Linked DNA regions of Bombyx mori: region 1 is linked to region 2. Evidence: chromatin contacts called from public Hi-C data. All regions are on one chromosome and are shown on one strand. Each heading gives the region's core, a stretch centred on a gene start, on an enhancer-like site or on the middle of the called end of the contact. The rest is flanking DNA. Distances are from core to core; before and after follow the strand shown. Region 1 holds the start of LOC101739820. Region 2 overlaps LOC101746286 (putative inorganic phosphate cotransporter).

The links. Hi-C and Micro-C count contacts between places; a contact is called where the count stands out from the background.
Region 1: a Hi-C map of whole pupa shows a contact between it and region 2, with 2.2 times the contacts expected there. The contact joins the promoter of LOC101739820 here to the enhancer-like site in region 2. A contact is called at or near these places in 3 of 7 Hi-C or Micro-C datasets (midgut and whole pupa).

What each region holds. Positions count from the first base shown.
Region 1 is chr17:6,722,952-6,729,908 of ASM3026992v2, reverse strand. LOC101739820 reads right to left here and starts at 2,045. Exons shown (of 16, transcript XM_062673341.1): 1 at 1,889-2,045; 2 at 1,615-1,807; 3 at 1,160-1,332; 4 at 477-715; 5 at 310-409; 6 at 1-158. The coding sequence starts at 1,967.
Region 2 is chr17:6,682,810-6,689,630 of ASM3026992v2, reverse strand. It overlaps LOC101746286 (putative inorganic phosphate cotransporter), which reads left to right. Exons shown (of 8, transcript XM_004925812.5): 2 at 1,012-1,196; 3 at 1,751-1,990; 4 at 2,075-2,284; 5 at 2,431-2,595; 6 at 3,063-3,279; 7 at 4,093-4,331; 8 at 5,060-6,821. The coding sequence ends at 5,248. Among protein-coding and RNA genes, the nearest start is that of Mir2775a, 5.2 kb to the right of the region's middle. Within about 2 kb of position 4,355, at least 3 of the 8 cell types and tissues checked have open chromatin away from gene starts, as enhancers often do.

The sequences.
Region 1 (6,957 bases), core at 796-3,295, 43 kb before region 2:
GTGTACACCGAATTTCAATCGGGAATGCAAAAGGTCTTCCAGTGTTTTAATTTGGGATGAACTGGACTGAAGTAAAGCAACGATATTTGCTGAATATGAAGTGTACAGGAACATAAGGGTCAGGAAAAGAATTAACATTACGACACGACCGAGCGAACCTATAAAAAGTAAAGAGAAAAAAGGTCAGAAGAAAATTTCCAAGATTACAAACATTCGGTTCCATTTCTTTTCAAAATTATGTAAGTGGACTAGATATTAAAAATTTGATTAGTGTGCGTTATCAGTGTTTTTCTTTTGTTTTATGATTACCTTTTAATTCAACGGTACTTCCTTGTTGGCAAGTAGCACCAAAAACTAGCATGGTAACATCTGTAACGCTCGGCCTAAGTACGCCAGCATCGATGTCTCTCTGAAGAAAAGATGTCATTAAAAATTTGTTTTGGTAAAACCCAAAAATAAAGTAATATGTAATTTACCGTTTTGATTTGGGACATCTTCTTCCATTCCCAAGCTGTAACGGCCAGCAACATTGTGAATATTAAGGAGATTAACGCTAGAGTGCTATACCAGACGGCTGTACGAAATGAAAGTAAAAATAAATTATTTTCATACGACAACTTTGGTTGTTGAAATACAAATTTCGAGCGAGTTGGTGTAGGGCTCGAAATGAAATCTACGACCGCTGTACGTTCTGCAGTGAAAAACATCGGTGACCCTGAAATCAAAATACTATTCATAGTTTTTTAAAATTTTCACAGTTTAATTTGTAATGCTATATGGAATGGATATATAATGATACTTTTATTCCATGTATTATTTTGTGGAAGGATCTGTGTTTATTAAGTCAATTAAGTCAATACAGTTTACTGGTGGTAGGACCTCTTGTGAGTCCGCACGGGTAGGTACCACCACCCTGCCTATTTCTGCCGTGAAGCAGTTATGCGTTTCGGTTTGAAGGGTGGGGTAGCCGTTGTAACTATACTGAGACCTTAGAACTTATATCTCAAGATGGGTGGCGCATTTACGTTGTAGATGTCTATGGGCTCCAGTAACCACTTAACACCAGGTGGGCTGTGAGCTCGTCCACCTATCTAAGCAATAAAAAAAATTGTTTAAGGGGAATAGAAAACTGTTTTATTTTCTATTTTAATTTTCATACCTCCAATTTCAACATCGCCGTTTACCAAAAATCCAGTTAGTCCATTCCAAGTGCCGTTAATTCGATAGCCCCACGTATTAACAAAAACATATTTTCGTTCAGCATTCAGAAAGTCTAACAGATGGTTGGTGCTTGGGAAATTGACCTTAGTTATCGTATCAATATGATCATTCCTTAAATTAAAATCGTAGGCTTTTGTAAGAAATAAAATTAAGAAAACCAAAGAAGAAAATAAGAAAAAAAAATAAAATTAAGAAAACTTTTATCAGCGATTTAGTCCGTTAAAGTTTTTTTTAAGTTTATATTTTTAGAGTAATTCAAAGAAGTTCAAATTATGTGGCACGTAAATTCTTTCAAAATGAATCTACGGCAGTTAAATTCGTATATGGCAAGGCAAGCAACTATATTAACACAATATCCTAGTTTAAAGTCTATTAAATTATCGTCTTACATACACTTCATCACTCAAATGATGAATACTATCGTTGTCCGTCAAAACGTAACAAATTTTTATCTCGTATCCTTCCAAATCACGTCTCCTTACAGCTATAACTTCATTAATGTTGGTATTTTTCTGAAAACCTCCACTCATATTCCAATAAGCGTACTTTTCTGTTTTCCATGCAGTCTCGGTTCCGATTTTGTAAACTGAAGTCATAAAAAAGATAACTTTAGTTACTAGATTAAAAGTTCTGAATACATATTATTTTAATTTTTTTGTTTCAATACCCATACTGATTTCGTAGCATCTATTATCTGTTCTTTGAATAAATAAAGCTTCGGTATTCGGTAAAATGTTCATTCTCATTATTGTGTTTTCTGGTGGAATGAGGTTTTCGATTTCAGTGTTACTAATAAAGATCCATCGAAACGGTGCACCGGATTGTAGATAATCAGTTATCTGTAGAAATCGTAATGATTTAAACAGTGTTATAATAAATGAATTCCAATATTTATTTTGTATTACTTATTAAGTACCTTTGCCATATTCTTACTCTGATTCAGGCATCTCAAATCCACCAATAATAAAATCTGATGTTCTTGATGCTCAAATTTTAACTTATCATAATCCATTATATCATCCATTGATTGTATAAAAATACCTTCACTACTATTTCTCTGTAGCATTGAGTACAGCTTAATTTGTGTACCTGCAAACATTAAACTAATGTGTCAAAAGCTTCACCCAGAACCTCTCTTTACGCTATTTCATTTAAATCTTTATAAATAATTACAGAGTATAATAGCAATTTAATTAATATATCGTTTTTAATCACATTTAAAAACAATGTCAAAAGGTGTACATCTTACTCAGTTGCCAACACAGTATTGAACTTAGTACATTTGTTTTTTTTACGTTATGGATAACGTCAGAAAGCATTAAAAGCTCAGCTGGATAAATTATTTCGGCAAAATTAATAGAAAAACATAAGAGTATCCACAAAAACAATTTCATGTCTACTAATGTCGCTAAGGCGTATTAGATACCTAAAATGACAAACCTACAGTGAAATAGGAAATGAAGCAAAGTTACTGCTTTATAGATATTCTATCAAATTGAAGCAAATAGATAAATGATTTTCTTTTGAATTTTATAAAGGTAGTAGCAATGCGCTCATTCATATTTAATGTTAAATCGAGACAAACCGTGTCATTTTACTCAAATTGACTCCTTGTGTGCATTGTTATTACATTAGGCATTACTACCAAGTGCTCCTAGGGTTTTTATTGCTAAAATATTTTATTCTCTTACTAAAACTTAGGCTCCTGTCGTCATTCTGAGGTTATATAGGACGTTTATTTTGTAGTTTTATTTGAAAGGAAATTATCCAGTGGTAGATACCGGGAAAAACTACTCCTGCTAGGGCAGATCTTATCACAGTGTCTCAAACTGAGCCCCGTGAGCTAGCCTACCAGTCTGGATAATAATAGCCTTTTGAGGCTACTGGTAATTAGGTAGAGGAAAAAAGAAGAGCTTCCTAACATTAACAGTCTATGGGTTAAGTTGTACGTCGAACTCTTGGTCGCATTTGACGAGTACGACGAGAACGGTGGCCGTTGTCTGGAATACCTAAAAGCAACGTAAGTAGATGCCGAGACTCCGAAAAGTCATGTCTAGGATGACGGCGGCTGTTTGTTGCCCCCCTTTGTCTGGGAACTTGTGGCGGCTACGATAAAGGGTTTTTCGTGCTGTCCTATTTTCTTAAAGAAGCGTTAGCCCCCTGTGTTTTTCGCCGAATCTTCTTAGTGGGTTGCGTTTCCGATCCTGTGGTAGATTCTGCGAAGCACTGCTCTTGCTAGGGCCAGTGTTAGCAACACTCCCGGTTTGGGCACCGTGAGCTCACCTACTCGGCCGGTTACGCTGACATAGCCTCTCAAGGCTATCATCAACTTAGGCAGGAAAAAAAAGAAGCGGTCTGATACTGTCTTCAGATACTTACTGATTGTTTCTGGCTCTAATACGTCATGAAGATCTATATTCCTCATATGCCAATATGCTCCAATGGCTATCCTGCAAAAGCGGTGTTTGGAGGGTGTTTATGTGGATACGGGCCTCGTGAGCGAATACTGCACTGACCGTACGTATGTATCTAAGTTCCATACAGGGTCACCTTATTACCAAAATACAATAAAGTGAAAATAACGGAACACGCGATATTTTTTTTTTAAAATAGATTCTCCATTCATATTATTAGTAACGAATTAAAAAAAAACATCCTTAAAATACTACTAGAGAGCTTCGGCTATATTTCCTTTAAATATCGGAATCCTAACGCTGGGTTGAGGTTCAGTCACTCAAAGTACTGTTCAATAAACTTAACATTTTAGATTGCATTTCAAAATCAAGTAATGTGTGTATAATAATCATTAACAACTCTCTGACCTTTTAATGGAGTCTTTGGAAGTGTTTATTCACACAGGTAAGTAGCGTAGATGCGTTATTGAATTAATAATCCAATAACGTTATCCGGTGTATCCTCACTGCTTGTTTACGAACGATCGATGGTCAGTGTTTTTCCAGCAAACAGTCGTCACAACGGAAATTTACTTTTACTTTCTGTCTTTATTTTATTTCATTCGATATTGTGTGATTACTGGAGTCTATAGGTATATTATAAAGTGAATCTTACAGCCCGCCTTAAAATAAGAAGTAGAAATCTCATTTCTAATTTGTATTATAATACGGCTATCCTACAGCTTAGACCAAAACGTATTAATGCTTTACGGCAAAGATAGGCAGATTTTAGACGGCCATTCATTTTAGCTTATAATATGCCCTACTTACTGCCAATAAAATTAGGGATTTAATGTCGGGGACAGGAAGTGTTTGGCAGAGAGATAGTAATGGTAAATTGTGACGCTTGAGAACTATTTTTAACAAATTTTCTTCTCATGCTGCTTTTAATCAAGATGAACGTCAAATCAGCTTAGCTTCGCTATTATGCCTTATTTTCCCGAGACAATGAATTATATCCTTTATTTCAATGCAAAATGTTTGCGTGTTGTAACATTGTATACATACATAAAAGTGTACCTACCTACAATTAAAATCTTGAAACACTTCTCTTGTTTGTTGTAATTATCAATCAACGAAATTACTCAATTATCTTAAAACAATAAATATAAATGGGCTTTGATCTGCCGGTAATATGGACTCTACAGTCCATAATGTACTGTTATCACTCAATTAGATTAAGCACAAATTGTCAAGCAGTTCCTGAACTCAATATCAGTTCGGTACCAATCTTTGTAAAGTGTTCACACGCTTCTACTTATGTGAACAAAATCGGTTCTGAGTGCATTAAAAAGTTGAAATTCTAATTTAATGTGTTGTATTGGAATAATTGTGATCTAATATGATAAATGCTGCTGGTATCGTAAAACTGTTTGCGTCCAGAAATAGTTTAGATCCGCCGTCTTTTGGAAAAAGTGGTTCGACAACGGAACGGACGCCTTTATTGGGGGCCAGAAATATCGAAAAAGGTACATAGTGTTCATTTATCTTTATATATATATATATATATATATATATGTATATTTCTTCTGTGCGTGTTTTTGTCACTGATTTCCTCCTAAACGGCTGGACTGATTTGAACGATTTTTTTGGTATGCGTTTGGGTGGCGCCCTGGATGGTTTAGATTCACGAATCAGCCCGGCAGATGGCGCTGCAGACGGTATTTAAATTATTTATCTTTCCTATAAATAAATTATATGGCAAATCAACGTTTGCCGGGTCACCTAGTAATATATAAATCCACCTTGCTTAGCAACAGTTCCCGAAGCTAAATTTGGAAAGAAGGTGGTAAATATAGAACTATATTCGTATTCTGAGCCTTTTATTATTGATCTGTGTATTATTTTTATTGTTCGTTAGATCGGAGCTTTTAAATAACAGGTACATACCTGGTATAAAATAATTTATAACTATACTATAATCATAGACATTTGTGCGGCTCTTTACAATCGAGTAGCATCATAGTAAATATTATCAGATGCTTTGATTGATTACCTTAGTTTCAAAACGTATGATAATGGGTAAAACATTAGTTAATCATTTCCATACTTCGTTGTGGATGTTTATTCGATCAACAACTTATTTAAAACACATAGTGCTGTTTCTTAATTTACAAAGACTGTCTTTACGAAATGTACCCAAACTTATCATTTACACTAAACGCGTGCCTTAAATCAAAGCTACTGCTTTTTATGTAAATAATTAACAAGGTGCAGCACATGTTGCGATCATTTATGGAAATAAAATGTCCACACGAGACAAGTGTGCCGCGCGAAATCTTCCATTACATGTTAAGGTCCAGTTTTAAGAATCGTAATTTATCATTAGATAAAGACTATAATTTTATTGGTTGAGTACTATTGGATAAACTTTGGAATCTTTTTTCAAATTAAGTAATTTTAAATGGCTTTTTTTAAATTTCGATTTAGTCAACCCAAAAAGATGTAGTTTAAGAGAGACTCTCTATTCTTTTTCTATGTATTTAAATGGTTCATGGCAACATTCGCTGATTTTTGTCAGAATATAGAAAACATTCAAAGAAGGAGACTCAATACGTTTTCATAAACAATTATTTTATACCTACAATAATATCCATAAATTAGATTAAATGTTAATGTTATTTGAGAAGGTGTATGAATTAATTCGGAACCTGAAATCAAATCTACATTTTAATTTAAAAAATTTAGGTATTTGATGCGATTTACATGCGATATATAAACTCTATTTACTAACAAAGACCAAATCGAGTGTATTGAGAAGAAAATAAAAAAATGATTTATAATCATATTTATTTATGTTAGCTGTGTATTGTTTATGTCGCGGGTACTTTTATTGTAATAAATAGAATTTATAATAACGCGTGATCACGAAGGATTCCAATGATGAAAGAATAGCATCGCATAACGAATTATACCGCGCAATAATTAAAACTCACAAATTATCTTATTATTTACTGGTGGACTTACTGGTGGTAGGACCTCTTGTGAGTCCGCGCGGGTAGGTACCACCGCCATGCTTATTTCTGCCGTGAAGCAGTAATGCGTTTCGGTTTGAAGGGTGGGGCAGCCGTTGTAACTATACTTGAGACCTTAGAACTTATATCTCAAGGTGGGTGGCGCATTTACGTTGTAGATGTCTATGTGCTCCAGTAACCAGTTAACACCAGGTGGGCTGTGAGCTCGTCCACCCATCTAAACAATAAAAAATAAAAAATAAAAATCTCCAATTCGTGGTGGAGTGTGATGCGAGTTTGCACGGGTGTCAACTATCATTCAGCTTATT
Region 2 (6,821 bases), core at 3,106-5,605:
CAGAAATAGGCAGGGTGGTGGTACCCACCCGCGCGGACTAACAAGAGGTCCTACCACCAGGACGATACTAGAAGAATTCCGTTTTATCAGTTGATATAATGAAATAGCTACTACAACATAATACTAGAATGAGATCGGTTATGTGATTTCGACTAGCAAATAGAAAATCCTTCAAAAGCGAAAAATTGTTTCCGTTCCGGCAGAAATAAGACTGTGATAACAACATGAGCGTGCTCCAGTAGCTAAAAACTCAAATTACTAGTTTCCTTTTATTATGCAGCGGTGTTCTTTTATTGCTATTGCATGGCTATAAAATCAGAACCAGTTTCAGGACTAGATTCGCGTTGGCCTCCCATGATTGATGATGACTATAATAATCCCGCAATGGTTTGAAATATTAACTACTGCGGAAATACGTGCTGGAAAAAAAAACTCGGTGGTACTTTCAGTAATTAAGATTGTCTGCATCAACAATAATTAGTCAAAGCATTTCCTCGTTCAGCGATAACACCTTAGGATAACAATGGTAGTTTCAAAATCGCAACGACGAACTAAGTCTTTCACGATGACTCAATTGCATTCTTCACGCAGTATTGTACAACAAAGTCAAGGTCATTGACACGTTGTTACTTATGATAATAACTAAGGAAATTGCTCGATGCAAATTGGTTAGACCCTTAGTTCTATTATTCAATGTTTCTTTTTTATGTTTAGTATCTACTAGGTTATGTTTTTAATGTTATACATTGGATATTGAAGATTTTTTAAAACACCTATTTAAAAATCTTCAAGATGAATCTCTTAAGGTTTTTATTGCATAAAAAAGTCAATGCCCTTGACGCCATAGTCAAACTCTTAAATATTCTCCTTTACCTGATTTAATGAAACACGCCGTAGCGTTAAGAAAAAGCTGCGGAGAGAAGTTAATTCCAAAGAAGACTTATATATTTTTTCAAGCTTCTTTTTTCTTTAATGACCGAATCAGTTATCTTATCGGTTATTCTATTCCAGTATTCTTCATACCACAAAGATGGGTGATGGCAATAATGGGTTTCCTGGCGGTAGCCAACGCGTACACGATGCGAGTGTGTCTGAACATCGCCATAACGCAAATGGTGAGGAGGCACGCAGAGTCCAGAGAATACGAAGAAGGGTCCTGTCCGGGTGAAGCTCATGACATGGCTTCTGAAGCCGCGGTAAGTTACCTTACAATTAGCACTTCGTTTAAGTAAGCCGAATTTTAATTTTCTTCTAGAGGGGTGGACAAGCTCACGGTCCATTTTTTTTCCTACCTAAGCTGATGGCCTTGAGAGGCTATTTCAGCGTAACCTTAACCTTAATCGGTTACCGGCGGCCTCGATGAGAGGGTTCTCGTGTCGTGCCGCTTTGTCGAAGTGGGATACGACGGTCTATGTTGAAAAGTGGTTATCGGTACCCACAAAAAACAAAGTCCTAGTCTCAATTGTATTGTAGAACGGTTATCAGAAATAGAGAGGAATGTAGTAACAGTCCATGCAGGCTTACAATATTCCGTACCACATATAAAATACAGTGCATTTTAAAGATGTTAAATAATTTATTAATTAAAGAATACGAATAAAAAATTTAATTTAATTAAAATTACGGGATTTTTTAAATAATGTTTTCGTTTCTAGAGTTATTGGTATTTTTGCAAACGCGAAACGCCGAACAGTTTGATGACGCTGACGCAGCCAAGTATACCAAATTTATTTATGTTAAAATATTTTAGGAAGTTACGGGCTTCGACTGGGACGAGGAGACACAAGGCATAATTTTAAGCTCGTTTTATTACGGGTACATAGTTACTCATCTGCCTGGAGGCATGCTAGCAGAAAGATTCGGCGGAAAATACTCTCTAGGATTTGGTGTGCTTAGTACTGCTGTGTTCACTTTGTTCACTCCCTGGGCAGTCAGTGCCGGTGGTGCTACTGGACTAATTATCTTAAGAGTACTGGAAGGTCTTGGAGAAGTAAGTTTTAATGAAATGGAAAAACAAACTTCGACTATATAATCATCGTGAAACACAACTTCTATATGGATATTTATTTTCTAGGGCACGACCTTCCCAGCCTTAAACGCGATGTTAGCCAGATGGGCTCCCGTATCTGAACGAGGTCGTATGGGCTCTCTCGTGTTTGGTGGTTCGCAAATTGGAAACATTGCCGGCACATATCTTTCTGGGTTGGTGATCAAGGAAACCGGAGAGTGGGAATGTGTGTTTTACCTTTTCGGGGCCATTGGAATCTTGTGGTTTATTTTATGGGTGAGTCGCACTGAAATAATTGTTTTATAGGAAATCTTTGTTTTTCGAAATTGTAATGGTACCTGACCGATAGTTAATAGAGATTAATAGATACCTCCTTGAAGATTAGTTGGTAAATAATTTTATAAAGCATCTTTTCTTTTCAGGCATTGTTATGTTACAACGATCCAGAATCGCATCCGTTTATCTCGGACAAAGAAAAAAAATATTTAGAAGAGGCTCTCGGTAGGCATCATTCCAGTCAACCATCAGCCATTCCCTGGAAACCGATCTTTATGTCCGTACCGCTGTGGGCGTTAGTTTGTGCGCAGGTATTTTCTATACGATTTCTACTTTTTTTGTGTTCAAAATATATTTCGGTATGGCAATCTTACTCTTCTTCTTATCTTACTGTGATCGCACCAGGTAGGCTCAGAATAAAATGGATCCTTGCTACAGTTTAATTTGGCTAAGAATGGCCACAGGAAATTGCACGCAAGGGTGGCTGTTTTTCAAAAAGCTACAGCTATTACTACTACTACCGAATTAAATGTTTGGCTTCAAATAAAAATTTAGGTAAACCGCTCAGTAAATCTGTTGAGTTGAGTACTCACAAAATAATACATTCCTAGCATAATACTAGGGTATTAAAATAAATACGTTTATCTGATGATTTCAGAGTTATTGACTAAATCATTAAGGATGGCTCATTTAGATACCAAAATTATTTGAACAACAGTATTATCTCTTGACTCATTTCTCATCGCTCATCTATGGACTCATTCGTTTTTATTCACAGATTGGACACGATTATGGATATTTTACAATGGTAACAGACCTGCCTAAATACATGACAGGTGTTTTGAAATTCGACATCCATCGCACGGGTACATTGGCAGCCTTGCCTTACGCTGTAATGTGGATAAGTTCTATCGTATTCGGTTGGATCTGTGACAAAATGGTGAAAAGGAACTGGTTGACTGTTACTAACGCTAGAAAGACGTTCACCACTATCGGTGAGGATTTTATAGAGATACACTTAAATAACACCTAGCTTAACAAATACCTATAGTTAGTAGCACGGACGGGAGTTCCAAGACAAATTGAATGTTGTCCACTCGATTGACTTAATTGGTCCATTTAACTAACTTGGATTAACTATTAAATTCTATTCGAGCAGGATCGTGATGTTCCTGACATACTGGGCAGATTGAGATATTTCTAAGCTATTGCATAGCTTTTATCGCGGTCTTCGAGCGCGGCAACCGAATCAAGAAATTCCGTAACGAAAATAAAACCTAACACCCCCACTCCGCCTACCATGTAGCTCGCGTACAACACATTCACACGTTGCACTTGTATAGTGTTTGTGAATAAGCACGCGGCGTGACGTCACAGTGCATGCGCATCATGAAAAGTCTGTTCATCTCGCTCTCGCGCGGTCTATCTTATGAAGGGGACAGTTAATGTTTTGCTTTTGTTGATGTTTATAAATATAGCGTGGTCTTATTTTATTATTGTTTTAATATTAAATTATTATTGTCTAATTATATTTGCATAAGTTGATAAAAAATGCTATGCAATAGCTTTACCGCGGCAGTCCCCGAGTGTCACGCGTGTTTTTTTAATTTGTAATTCTTTGATTTTAACGTCGAGTGGTTGTTGTCGCTGATGGACTTCAATAATGCCAAGGGCACGATCCACTGCCTTTTTTTTTTTTTTTTTTTTTTTTTTTTTTTTAACGCTATGGGTTAAGACGATCCACTGCCTATCGCTGCTGTTGTTATCGTAATTAGTGAACAACAAATAAAAATTATATTTTTTTGCAGCTTCCGTTGGTCCTGGGATATGCATGATTTTCGCTTCATATTCAGGCTGCAATACAGAAGCGGTAGTGATTCTGTTCACTGCCTCTATGGGCCTGATGGGCGCCTTCTATCCAGGAATGAAAGTAAATGCTCTAGACCTGAGCTGCAACTACGCGGGCACTATAATGGCGATCGTGAACGGTATCGGGGCCATAACAGGCATCATCGCGCCGTATTTAGTGGGCCTTCTGACACCTGATGTAAGTGACATGTTTTGTGTTGATTGATGGCCTGTGATTCGCAACTTGGCTTGTAGTTTTGTAGGTTACTCGGTTATGTTGTCACTTGTCGGTCATGTGGGTAATAATAATGTTATGTTAACACCTGTAACACTTTTAATTCACTGAAATCAAAATCTGAGAATTCAGGTTAGGTTGATTTTGTACCAAATATCGTACCAGAGATTTAGTTCTCATTCTTAGTGATTATGTGGGGTCGTGAAAATAAAATTACGTACATTCTTAAATATTCAATAATGGCTTTGAAGTTTTTATTTGTCATTTTTATTTTATTACGATTGATCTGCCCATCTCGCTACTATTATGATTTTAAGTTATTGTATAAATGCCGCCATTGACCCTAAAACATTACGTGTCAATTTTAATGAATAATCAAACGAGCGTGCGATGGTTTCGCTGCAAAAATAGGCAGGATGGTGGAAAGTACCTGCGTACTGACAATACTCCGGACGACCATTTATTGCTGAGTTCTTTTTTATCACATTATGTAATTCATTCATCATGTAATTGTCACTTGTCAATACGTGATAACTAATTCTAAGGAAGAATCTACGTGCTCGCTTAATTTGAATTAGACAGTCAGATCTCTCGACACGAATGTACCGATGGTCATATTCTTTAAGCCACGGACGTTTAAAATAAGTAGGTTGTTGCATTAATTATAAGAAAAAACATACTTTCTTTTTCAGAGTACCTTAGTGCAATGGCGATTGGTGTTTTGGATAGCTCTCGCCGTATTCATTGTAACAAATCTAGTATTCGTTGCCTGGGCGTCAGGCGATGAGCAGTGGTGGAACAATACTGCTCAAGATCCAAAGAAGCAGCAAGAAGTCGAAGCAAATACTAATCAAACGGTCACTGCCGAAGTAAAGTTATAATTAGGAAACTATTTGTTTATACGAATAGAGGCTGTTGTTGTTGGTTCCATGTGGAATTCAACTAGATCCATTTCTAATTTCGAGTGCAGGACAAAATGGCGCACGCATTGTTTAGAATGATTTACGTAAACGCTTTATGGAAAAATCAGACGTGCGTTTTTTTAATATTTTTAAGTATAGACTCCTAAGCCACAGATTACCTAGTTTAATTTAGGACTGATATTACTAATGAACTCGCTTCTTAAACTTTATGTAGGCAGACCTACCTACATTAGAGTTAAAGTGCGTTTTTTTGTAAATAGTTTTTGGTCTTTTATTATTTATAAATATACATCTAGTAGGTACCTACATAAACGTTGTTAGAAATATTATTGTGAATTGGTGATCATATTCTAGATGACCAGCCAGTGTTATGTGATAGTAAAAATATTTAAGTATTAATTTAAGTAATTCATAATATTTTAATCATACTCTGTTATAATAGATAGTTATTAACAACTTTTCATATTTAATTCAAGGCCACGAAATATGTTCTTTTTTGTTTTGGATACAGGAAATATCCACAAATCCGGGAATCAAAGCCGGATGCAATAGTCAATAAGGTCACACTAGATCAACGAATTAATCAAAATAGATTTTATTTATATACATTTATTTAGAGACAATTATGTAATCCACTTGAAAATCGATTTCAATGAAGTAAAATAGGAAAATAAGCGATATCATTTAAAAAAATATCTGAAATCTATTAAAGAGAAATATTTTTATAAAATAAATATCGTTCAAGTTTTTTTTTTATTCAATCGAAAATAAAAACGGCTGTGAACAATAATTAACTGTTAAGTATTATTCTCGTATATTTCAAGGTGCACTTGTGCCATTTGAACATGTCTCTTTGAGGAATTATTTGTTGAAAGTACGTAGTAGTATACATTATCAATTTTTAAAGCATATTAAACTGTACGCAAGTGTTATTTTTATAATGCTATTATTAACGCAGCATTGTTAAAAGACATAAACAGTTTTTAAATTGTTTGATGTTTTATATGCGTTTTAAGTACGCGTGTCTTATCAAGAAATTTGTTTTGGATTTTTTTTTTTTTATTGCCTTAGTAGGCAGACGAGCATACGGCCCACCCGATGGTGAGTGGTTACCGTCGCCCATGGACTTCAGCAATGCCAAGGGCAGAGCCAAGCCGCTGCCTACCGCTTAATACTCTCCACAAGCCTCGTTTGGTTATTTCATTTAATGAAGTACATTCACTTTGTGTAACAATCAATCTTTTAAATAACGTATTCATACGATTCATGTTTAGTTTAGTGACGCTGTTACAAATTAAAATATATTTTTTTTATTGTTGTGCACATTGGAACGGTACGCGCCAATTTTTTTTTTTTAAATTTAATCAGGTATATTCGCGGGACAAGTAAAAGACATAATATAAAATAATTTAAAAATAGAATAATGATCTTAACACAAACGAAGCATTTCATTTTTGAGAATAATGAATACGTTTTGTCTACGTATGTACATACTTTCATTTTCCGTCAACAAAAAAAAAAAAATCTAAAG